3 separate regions of the Sus scrofa genome follow, and all the other regions are linked to region 1. Evidence: chromatin contacts called from public Hi-C and promoter capture Hi-C data. All regions are on one chromosome and are shown on one strand. The core of a region is the stretch at or near the end of the contact, and the rest is flanking DNA. Distances in the headings are between cores, read along the strand shown. Region 1 holds the start of LOC102160869 (atherin-like). Region 2 holds the start of LOC106506035 (undifferentiated embryonic cell transcription factor 1-like). Region 3 overlaps CAMK2G (calcium/calmodulin dependent protein kinase II gamma).

Region 1 (3,514 bases), core at 663-3,162:
AGACTCCTTGGAGGGACACTATTACCTTGTCTCTTTACATTGTTTCCTATTTGTTGAAAAATGGAGGCCTGGAATGCAGCCATGTTAGACAACACTACATAGGAATGTACTCTGGAGTCTTCGATTAAAACTAGTTATAAAAAGAACAAGAACACTGTAGAACTAGACATTTTGAATGAATACAATATTCTTCCTGAATATCAGAGTCTTGCTAAATCTACACAGAAGGCAGCACGGGAATTTGGTCAGTAGCATCTTCCTAGTCCTGAACAGTGGAGGAGAGCCCTAGAAGACTGGGGAAGACTTTCACGTTTAAATGCCTCCAAAGCATTAAAGTGCTCTCATCAGGTAAGTAACTCAAGCCCCACCCAGACCCACGGTTGCCTCCCAGCCTCCTAACTACCCTGACAGGCACTCCACAAAGCTCAGTGGGGGAGCAGTATGAACTTTTTCCAAAGTTGTTCCTCACAGGCAGCAGCTGTCTGAGTCACCCACCCAGGGTGGGAAAGAAAAGTGTGATATTAGCCATCGGAGTGTTAGGAGACTGGTCACACAGCACCTCTTCTTCCATTTCAGAAGTGGGCTCCGCCTCCTCCAGGAATCACCTCAGTTATTAGTCACAGCTGCGGGCTACAGGGGTCTTGCAGGGCCACTTAGCCACCTAGGAAAGTTGTGGATCTGGGAGGAGACGCCCCGGCCTTTTCTCCGGCAGGGGCCGCAGATCCCAGATTCCAAAGGCCTCTCCCAGCAGCTCCATCTTGCTTCCTGTCAGGAGGAGGGGCCGACAAGAAGGGCCCCCGATCTGGAAAGGCTCCCGTGGGAGGACGCCGTTTGACAGCAGGTAAAACCAGGTGGAAATCTCCACGGGAGCGGGAGGGGACGGGGAATGAAAGGCAGCAGGGTTAAGCGAAAGGGGGAAAGGGTTATGAATTTCTGCATAAAGACATAACCCGGCGTTTGTGAGGGCCAGAGGTGTGAGCAGAAGTAGAATGCCCAGGGAGGGAGGAGACGGAGACGAGTGGCCAGTAAGACAAGTGGACAAAAGCGCCGGACGCGGGGAGCTCTGGGGAGGGGTGGTGGGTGAGGCAGGTTTTAAGGCGAGGGGCAAGTATCAGGAAGGAGAACAACGTGGCTCTAATAATCTCTGGAAGGAAAGGCAGAGAATCGGTGGAGAAGCCCGCCAGCCCAGAGGCTCGGGAGGCCTAAAAAGGAGCTGTGAGCAAGAGTGTCAACCGGTGGGGCGACAGACTACTGAGAGAAAGGGGCTATCAGACTCCTAACACCTATCATTTATTGAGCGCTTACTATAGATCATAACACCGCGCTAGGCACTTTACAAAAACCTCGCGGAATCTTCACAACAAACCCGCAAGGCAGGCATTATTACGACTGCCCCCATTTCATAGATGACAAAACTGAAGCTCAGAGAGACTCGGGGTCTTGCTCAAGGTCACAGCGCGGGGGAGTCAGGATTCAAACCGGAGGCGGTCTGGCTCCAGAGCCCACGCGCAAAGCCGCAGGCAGCACAGGGGAGCCGCGAGGCGGGCCGGGACCCCTGGGACGTCTCCCGCCCCCGTTCCCCATCCCAGGCCTGGCGCGCTCACCCGGACGAGGTTGCTGACCGCCGCCTGCACGGCGGCCACAGGCGCGGTGAGGTCAGGGATGGCTTTGCCGTCCACCTCGCCTTCCTCGTGCATGATCACCAGGTGCGAGATCTGCTGCGCCACCGGCTCCAGGATGCTCTCGATCGTGCGCGTATGAAACACCGGCATCGCGGCGGCTAGCGGGGCGGCGAACCGCGGGCTACAGAGAACTGAGAACGGCAGAGAGGGGAACCCGCGAAGAGAGGGACTCCGAGCAGCGACTACGGAGTCCGGGCTTCCCTCGGCGTAACCAGCCTCGCGGGCGCCCCACCCCCTCGCGTCGCCGCGCCCAATGGCAGCGCCGTTCAGATCGGAGCCACCATTCCTATTGGTCCTGCTTAGATATGCCCCGCCCCCACAACCGCGCCGCCAAGACCCCGCCCCGCCCCCATTCCCAAGGGAGGGGCCTGGGATTGGGGCTGCGCCTAAGGGATTGCGACCGGATTCCCGAGCCCTAACGCCGGGCGCTCCTTATAAGGGCATGGTGGGAACGGAACGTGAGGCTGGAGTCGGGGCCCCGCCCCCCGGGGCGGCCTCCCGCCTCGTCTCTGCGGAGCGCCGCCCCTCTGCAGAATCACCTCAGCTGGGCGGGTTCTCCTTACCTCCCGCGGCGCTGGAATCTGACAAGACTGGTGAGCTATAGTTCTCCCTGCCTGCTGCCCAACTTTTCCCTTGAAACGATGCCCTGAAAATACTCTTTCCATTTCCTCTCTGTAATATAGTCAAAAAACAGAAGTGCATAGAGAAACAGGAGCATCCCATTCATTCACACACACTCCACCCTCTGTGTCCTCAGAATACTCACTGTTAACAGTTTGGTGCGCAAGCTTCGAGACCTTTGTCTGCTCACTTTGTTGTGCACGTATATTTTTTTCTAAGTAAGTAAGATTAAACATTTTCCTGGAACTTGATATTTTTCCCCCTTGGAATACCCTGATCATCTCACTGTTGGTAAATGTAGGTCTAGGTCTACCTCATTCTTTTTAATGACTGCATGGTATTCCATTGTATGGAATTGAATAATTTCCTAGTAATGGACATTTAAGTTGGATTCTGTTTTTTGCTATTAAAAGACAATTCTGGGAATTCCCCTGTGGCTCAACAGGTTAAAGACCCACCGTTGTTACTGCTATGGCTCTGGTAACAGCTCTGGCCCAGGTTGATCCCTGACCTAGGAAGTTCCACATGCCACAGCAGGGCCAAAACAACAACAACAACAATTCTGCTTGAACATCACAGTACTTGCCTATGTATTGTGTGTATGTATATTTATCTAGGACTAAAAATGAGTAAAAATGCAGAAATGTACATTTTACATTTTGATAAGACCAAATTGCCTAATCCTCTCAGTGTGCTTTGTAGAAGACATCTTTTAAATGTCTTCCTCACCTCAAAATTTCTTTTGCCTAAGCTTCTCCATTCTAAGACAAAACACTTTCACTAATACCTCCAAGCAGAAGATGTGCAAGTCAAATGAACGTATTTCTCAAGGGCCTATGTTTTACAAGAGACTAAACTGTGTCTTGCCCTGTGCAACTTTAGCAGTTATTTTTGTTGTTGTTGTTTTGGTTGTTTTGTTTTGTTTTCTCAGTTAATATACATCCTTGGTTCTGCTGTGTGAGTTACCAAATCCTGCACTTTTCCTTCTAATACCTCCACTTTTTCTTTATTGCTTTCAATGTCCTCATAGACAATGGATTGCTTTCTCTCTCTATCTTAATTTAACATTTAGTTGTTATTTTCTAAGTTCTAGGAAACTTAGAATTTGGCATTTTGTAATTTCTAAGATTGCATATAGAACCACCAACTCGATTTGCGGAACCAGTGCAAAGTAAAAATGTAGATCTAAAAGGAGGAAAAAGTGTTGTTAA
Region 2 (3,514 bases), core at 454-2,953, 160 kb after region 1:
CAGACTTGGGAAGTGCGGGCTGGGAGGAAAATGCCAGTGCCCAGGCCTGACACCCTCCTACCTACCCCACCCTACCCTGCTCCCTACAGTCTTATCCAAGAACAGCAAGCCCATCCACACCACCATCCTGAACCCGCATGTCCACGTGATCGGAGAGGACGCAGCTTGCATCGCCTATATCCGCCTCACCCAGTACATCGATGGGCAGGGTCGGCCTCGCACCAGCCAGTCGGAGGAGACCCGGGTCTGGCACCGCCGGGATGGCAAGTGGCTCAATGTCCACTACCACTGCTCAGGGGCCCCTGCCGCACCGCTGCAGTGAGCTCAGCCACAGGTGCACCTGGTTGGGGGGCACAGGGCGCTGGGACAAGTGGGGGCAGGGAAGGAAGAAGAGGGTGAGAGGAAGCACCTGGGGAGGATATATGGGCCATCCCAGAAAAGTAGCAAAGGCTGTGGACAGAGTGTGTGTGTGTGTGTGGGGGGGGGTGGATAATAAGTTATACTCTGAAATCAAACACACTTGGGTCTGACCCCATGCCTCCAAATGCAGTGACCTCAGACAGATTACTTCCTAAGCCTCACTTTCCTCGGGTGTCAAAAGAGGGAAGGAGTGGTGCCCCCCTCCTTCATTGCTGTGAGAATTAAATAAGATACAGCAATCATGAGACAATGTTATGTTTAAATACCAGCTTTCAGAGTTCCCTGGTGGCTCAGTTGGTTACGGCTCAGGTCATTGCTGTGGTGTAGGTTCAATCCCTGGCCACAGGTGTGGCAAAAAAAAAAGGAAAGAAAGTAAATACTAGCCTCTCCCCCATTCTCCACCTTCTCAGGTTCTCAGGCAGACTTAGCCAGGTGTGGCGTGTGTTTAAGTCTTGGGAACTCATCTGTGTCTGTATTGTCCTCTGTTCTGTTACCACGTCTTGACAGGGGCATAAGGAGATCCCAGCCGGAGGTCAAACCTTCGCAGCCAGTGGCTCTGGAGGGCCTGAGCGACAGTGGCAGTTCTGTTCGTTTGAGGTTTAAAACAATTAAATTACAAAGCGGCAGCAGCCAATGCACGCCCCTGCATGCAGCCCTCCCGCCCGCCCTTCGTGTCTGTCTCTGCTGTACCGAGGTGTTTTTTACATTTAAGGAAAAAAAAAAAAAAAAAAAAGATTGTTTTAAAAAAAAATGGGATCCATACCATGATGCGTTTTAAAACCACCGATAGCCCTTGGACTAGCAAGAAGGCAGGAGTTTGTGTGATGCCCATCCTGGCACAAGCACTGGGCTCACCCACCAGCCCTGAAGAGGTGAGCTCAACCTCTGGCCTCCATGGACTCGGGGGGCCAGGCAAAGACTGACAGAGCTTTGGGGGCTGTGATGTGATTGCAGCCCCTGAGGTGGCCTGCCCGCCCCAGGTCTAGGAATGGACTTCTTCAGAATTTGTATACGCACCTAGAATGAGGCTGATGAGAAGAACATCGTGGCCATCAGACCTACTTGGGAGAGAACTCAGAGCTCCCAGCCTGCTGTGGAGGCAGCTGAAAAGCAGTGGCCTCAGGACTGAGAAGCAGTGGCCCGGACGTTGCTGTACTGTACCATGTAGTGTAGAAGGGAAGAGAATTGGTGCTGCAGAAGTGTGTCCGCTACGAAGCTGATGAGAAACCTCGTGTTAGTCTGACATGCACTCACTTACTCATCCATTTCTATAGGATGCACAATGCACGTGGGCCCTGATATAGAGGCCCAATCCTTGCAGCTGGGAAGTGGGAGGGGTTGCCGCTTTGCTTCGTGTTTGTTTTCTTATAACTTAGCAAGGAGAGAGCCAGGCCTTGGTCTCGGCTCCCGCTGCTGCCCTTGGCAGTTCTGTTTCTGTGCTGATTCGGACCATCTTTGTCTTGCCTTTTCACAGTGGTGGTCCCTGTGCCGACCCTCATCTGGGCCTGGGCCCTCTGCCAAGTGGGATGGGAGGAGTAAGGCAGTGGGATTGAGTTGATGGTTGTTTCTATGCATTCAGGCTGCCCTCAGGGGTGCCTCCCTCCTTACTCTTCCCGTCCTGCACGCCCATCTCTTTTCCTGTCTTTGAGATTGACCTGACTACTCTGGCAAGAAGAGGAGGTGTCCTCTTTAAAGAGGCGTCTCTTTACTGACCACCTGAAGTACAGACTTATTGCTGGACAGTCTGCATGGGCATCACCCCCACCCTCACCTGCATGTACCCAAAAGAGATGTCCAGAGCCAAGGCTCCTACATTCATTGTCCCTCTCTGTGCTCAAGGAGTTCCATTCCAGGAGGGAAAAATTTATGCTTTAAGCAGACAGCAGAGAAGATAATGGAGGAGCAATTGGTCATGGCCTTGGTTCCCCCCAAAACAACTGTGCAGACCTGTCTGCACTATTGGGGGAAAAGATGGGTAGACCCTAGCTCCCCGGACTGCCTTAAGGAAGCACAGGAGCTGGGGGAAGAGGCAAAGCTACAGGTTTACCTTGGAGCCAGCTGAGAAGAGAGCAGACTTATAGGTGCTGGTGCTTGGATTTAGCCAGGCTCCTCGGAGCACCTCCTGCATGCCCCAGCCCCTGGGCCCCTTACTGCCCTGCAGCCTGCAGTACCAGCACGCAGACACCTTCACCACAGGGTTTGGTTTTGCTGGCTTGAAGACAAATGGTCTTAGAGTTCATTAAGACCCATAGCTTCATATGGCTGCTCCAGCCCCACTTCTTAAGCATTCTTACTCCTCTTCTGGGGCTAATGTCAGCATCTATAGACAATAGACTATTAAAAAAAAAAAACACCTTTTAAACAGGAAATGGAAGGCATTTGATGCAGAATTTTTGCATGACGACATAGAAATAATTTAAAAATAGTGTTTGTTCTGAATGTTGGTAGACCCTTCATAGCTTTGTTACAATGAAACCTTGAACTGAAGATATTTAATAAAATAACCTTTAAACAGTCCATGGTGTTACTGCTGTTGGAGGCTTAAGGCCAGAGGCTTAGATTTTAGCAGCCTGGGTTACAAGGTTTCAGGTGGAGAGATGTACTTTCTCCCACTCCTTTTGTGCCCATTTAAGAATTAATCTTCCTCATAAATTCATCAGCCTCCAATCAGTCCCCCCAGCCGCTGAAGCGAGTTTGGGGTGGAGGGAAGAACTTGGGCCCTTAGGGACTGAGCTCCGGGTCTCGCCCCGCCCCCAGGCCCCGCCGGCATCCAGGACCGACCCCGCCCCCCCGCCCCGTCCCTCAGTGGGCCGGCCCGGCTCCCCCCCTCAGCCGGGCGGAGTGGAAGAACCCGCACCCTCGGCCCGCCCCTGCACCCAGAGACGCGGCGCCCGACGCTCGCCAGACTGTGCCACCGCGCAGGGAGGAGGGGGGTGCCTCTGCCGGCGGCGCGCAGAGCCTGCTGTATCTAAGGCGGCGGCTCGGCCGAGCGCTGCGGAACACCGTTCGGCGGCCCCGCACCTCGGCCGCGCGGCTGCCAGGCCCGGAGGCGGCAGGGACCCGAACGGGGCCGCTAGCGGCAGCGCGCCGCCTC
Region 3 (3,514 bases), core at 502-3,001, 130 kb after region 1:
GGCGGGTGACTGTACCAGTGGGCTTGGCCTGGCTCTGCTGGGACAGTTCGCACTTTTGCCATTTTTGGCCAGAAGGCTCTCCCTGCTAGCTTGGCTCTGTTCTAATTATACATTTCTGTGGAGACTCGCCTCTTCAGCTCAGTCTTAAAGTCTCTTTGCCCTGTTCCTGGGCCATGTCCTATAGAGAGGCCCAAACCTCAGCCTTTAGGAGCCCAGCAAGACCTCTTGGCTCTTGTGGAAGCCCTAGCATCAGATTTTAGAGAGAAGGAGTAATAAGTCCAGGTCACCAGCCCAGCACCCACTCCACACACTTGGTAGAACCGGCTCTGTTCCTCAGGCCGAGGCTCCTCAGTCTCAGCACTACTTACACTTGGGGCCAGATAAATTTTTGTTGTGAGTGTCCCACCTGTGCATTGTAGGTTTAGAAGCATCCCTGGCCTCTACCTGCTTGATACCGGTTGCACCCTTCCTCTCAGTAGTGATAACCAGCAGTGTCTCCAGGCATTACCCGAATTGCCCTGGGGGCCAGAATTGTCCCCTAGTTCTCACTAGTATTCTAGACTGCCAGCACACCCCTCCAGGAGTTTGCCTGCAAGTGTGACAGGATGGTTTGGAAGGTGGACAGCCTGATTGAAGAATCAGCAGCTAGGGAGTTCCCGTTGTGGCTCAGTGGAAATGAATCTGACTAGCATCCATGAGGATGCAGGTTCGCTCCCTGGCCTCGCTCAGTGGGTTAAGGATCTGGCATTGCCGTGAGCTGTGGTGTAGGTTGCAGATGCAGCCCGGATCCTGCGTGGCTGTGGCTTTGGCATAGGCCGGCAGCTACAGCTCCAATTTGACCCCTAGCCTGGAAACTTCCATATGCTGTGGGCGTAGCCCTAAAAAGACCAAAAAAAAAAAAAAAAGGAAGAATCAGCAGCTAAATGTGACTTTAGGTTAATTTATCCTTTTGTTTGCAAAATTGTTATCAGAAATGTTCCTCAGGTGCCTGTTGGAACCCCCTTAAGTACATTGACTATTGATAGGACCTGTGTCCTCATTTTATCTCCCCTGCTGGATGGTAAGCTTTAGGCCAGACACTGGGTCATTTTTATAGCTGATGTCCCCAGCACAAAGCCTATAGGTACCTGATAAATGCTTAAATAAATGATTTTTATACCCACCCCCAAAACAATTAGGCTTAGTTGGACTGTCCTTCCTAAGGTGCTACCACAGGCCTCTTCTCTAAGAACAGAGAAGGTCAAAGAGAAAGAAGGAAGGGGTTGGATGGTCTCTTTCTCAGTAGCCTGAGGTGTCCCCCAGTTTCTTGGAAACAAATGATATGTTGGGCCTTTACATTCTAAGGAGGCATGCTGAACCCTCTTCTAGGCTATCCACTGCTATTATCTAGTAGGAGACCCTGGACAAACCACTTAATCAGCTTGGGCCTTGGTTTCTTCTTCTGTAAAATAGTTTGAACAGATGGTATCCAAAGTCCAAGGTTCTAGTTTCTCATTCAGTGATTCTCTGTGAATCTGTGACCTAGAGTTCAGTGCTTTGGTCCACAGCATGTGGTCAAGGATGGTTTCACCTTGCACTGTCCTTTCCTCTTCTTTTCCAGCCACTGTATACATCAGATTCTGGAGAGTGTTAACCACATCCACCAGCATGACATCGTCCACCGGGACCTGAAGGTACGACCCAGGTTCCCTTTTGCCTCTTGCTTGTGAAGCCTTGGCGCCACCTGGTGCCAGGCGGTAGTATTGCCGGGGCCCAAATTAGGCTCCCTATGGGCTGCGGCGTGGGTGCCTCACAGGGTTCTCTCTCTTCCTTATACAGCCTGAGAACCTGCTGCTGGCGAGTAAATGCAAGGGTGCCGCCGTCAAGCTAGCTGATTTTGGCCTAGCCATCGAAGTACAGGGAGAGCAACAGGCTTGGTTTGGTAAGAGTGACCCTGTCTTCCTGGAATGCGGCCCCCGCCCTTCCTCCTCTTCCTGATCTGCCTTCCTCTTTGAGAACTAGAAGCCAGACCCTTAATGGTCCTGGCCTCCCCAGAGACTGGAGGAGGGGAGGGTGCAGAGCCCCCCCTGGCCCTACGTGACTCAGTACAGTGAATCTAGCTGCTGTCAGCACTGCGTTCTTGCTGCCTCTGGGGAGGATGGGAGTTGCTGGTAGACACACGGAGACTTGCCCTCTGATTTAGATTCTGGGCACTGCAAGAAGCCCGGCCTGTCATCTCCTGCTACCCACAGACCGAGAGCTTATGTAGCAAAAGCAGCAGAAGTGAGAAAGGACTTGGGGGAAATCACTGACGTGGATTTAATGAGAGAGAAAGTGGGTTCAGTGTGCCTCCGCTCTCTCTTCCGCTACAGGTTTTGCTGGCACCCCAGGTTACTTGTCCCCTGAGGTCTTGAGGAAAGATCCCTATGGAAAACCTGTGGATATCTGGGCCTGCGGTAAGCCCATTCCACATGCTCAGCTTTTTGGTGTTAAGAGCCCTCGTCTTCCAGCGATGGCAAGAAAGAGGCATTGCTCTTCCTTGCGGGTCCCAGGAGTGTCTGGTGGATGTGAAACTACGGTGTTTGCTCTAGTGCCCCGGGATACCCTCCTTCCCAAGTGCTTCCTAGATGGTGTTGCATTCTTCTTGAAGAGGGATTTGCCCGTGCCTGAGAGGGTGGGTTGTGCCTAAAGAAATCCCTAATGTGGCTTTGTGACATGGGGAATGAAGTACATAGCAGGGGGTGCTGGTGGCCCAGCATTATTGACTGGCATCCACTTCTCCCTCTGGTATGGCCCTTGACTTTCTGGGTGGCTCTGAGCCCTGTGTGGCTTTTTTTAGTTCCTCAGCAAAGCTGGTGATCGACCGCAGTGACCTGTGTTCTGTCTTATAGGGGTCATCCTGTATATCCTCCTGGTGGGCTACCCTCCCTTTTGGGATGAGGATCAGCATAAGCTGTATCAACAGATCAAGGCTGGAGCCTATGACGTAAGGACCAGTTTGTTCCCGCTCCTCTGACTCTGTCCATAGGGTACAGGGAGTGTCAGGGGACTTTGAGGACCCAGGGATGGGCATATAGGTCTCCTTTGTGGTTTTCTTTTGGTTTTTGTTTTTGTTTTTTGCCGCCCTGCGGCATATGGAGTTCCTGGGCCAGGGATCGGATCGAGCTGCAGTTGTGACCTACCCCACAGCTGCAGCAGCATTGGATCCCTAACCCACTCTGCTGGGCCAGGGATTGAATCTGCATCCCAGGGCTCCAGATATGCGTCCCAGGGCTCCAGATATGCTGCCGATCCCATTGCACCACAGTGGGAACTCCTAGGTCTCCCTTCTTGCCACCACCTGTCCCAGGGAGCAACTTTTTTGCACAGCCACTTTTGGTAGCTGTAAAATCACGACATCCACTGAATCCCTTTGGTCTGTTATTTGCAGAGAACAGTGTGGCCCTATGGTGTGGTGCATGACTAGGGACCAGAAGTCTGGCAGCTCCACTGTCGTGGAGCTTTGAGCAGAGCGTTGAGCCACTGTGTATTTTCC

Evidence for each region. Promoter capture Hi-C pulls out the DNA fragments that hold promoters and counts their contacts. A called contact is a pair of places that touch in the nucleus more often than the background predicts.
Region 2: a promoter capture Hi-C map of fetal liver shows a contact between it and region 1, with 2.9 times the contacts expected there. The contact joins the promoter of LOC106506035 here to the promoter of LOC102160869 in region 1. A contact is called at or near these places in 1 of 5 promoter capture datasets (fetal liver), 1 of 47 Hi-C or Micro-C datasets (embryonic fibroblasts) and 1 of 2 datasets of contacts at active chromatin or transcription factors (alveolar macrophages).
Region 3: a contact with region 1 is called in a Hi-C map of heart right ventricle, with 2.3 times the contacts expected there. The contact joins the enhancer-like site here to the promoter of LOC102160869 in region 1. A contact is called at or near these places in 1 of 5 promoter capture datasets (liver), 1 of 47 Hi-C or Micro-C datasets (heart right ventricle) and 1 of 2 datasets of contacts at active chromatin or transcription factors (alveolar macrophages).

The regions. Positions count from the first base shown.
Region 1 is chr14:76,698,545-76,702,058 of Sscrofa11.1, reverse strand. LOC102160869 (atherin-like) reads left to right here and starts at 1,912. Exons shown (of 3, transcript XM_013983354.2): 1 at 1,912-2,275. The coding sequence starts at 1,936. It overlaps VCL (vinculin), which reads right to left and starts at 1,772. Exons shown (of 21, transcript NM_213934.1): 1 at 1,605-1,772. The coding sequence starts at 1,772.
Region 2 is chr14:76,534,518-76,538,031 of Sscrofa11.1, reverse strand. It overlaps LOC106506035 (undifferentiated embryonic cell transcription factor 1-like), which reads left to right and starts at 1,703. Exons shown (of 7, transcript XM_013983327.1): 1 at 1,703-1,748; 2 at 1,895-1,955; 3 at 2,582-2,617; 4 at 3,178-3,514. The coding sequence starts at 1,703. CAMK2G (calcium/calmodulin dependent protein kinase II gamma) reads left to right here. Exons shown (of 21, transcript NM_214193.1): 20 at 90-334; 21 at 928-1,151. The coding sequence ends at 322. It overlaps NDST2 (bifunctional heparan sulfate N-deacetylase/N-sulfotransferase 2), which reads left to right and starts at 3,337. Exons shown (of 16, transcript XM_005671114.3): 1 at 3,337-3,514.
Region 3 is chr14:76,566,803-76,570,316 of Sscrofa11.1, reverse strand. It overlaps CAMK2G (calcium/calmodulin dependent protein kinase II gamma), which reads left to right. Exons shown (of 21, transcript NM_214193.1): 6 at 1,601-1,673; 7 at 1,819-1,921; 8 at 2,352-2,435; 9 at 2,871-2,965. Among named protein-coding and RNA genes, the nearest start is that of CAMK2G, 24 kb to the left of the region's middle. Within about 2 kb of position 1,751, at least 24 of the 83 cell types and tissues checked have an H3K27ac peak or open chromatin away from gene starts, as enhancers often do. A contact at or near this core is called in alveolar macrophages and liver, where this site is marked.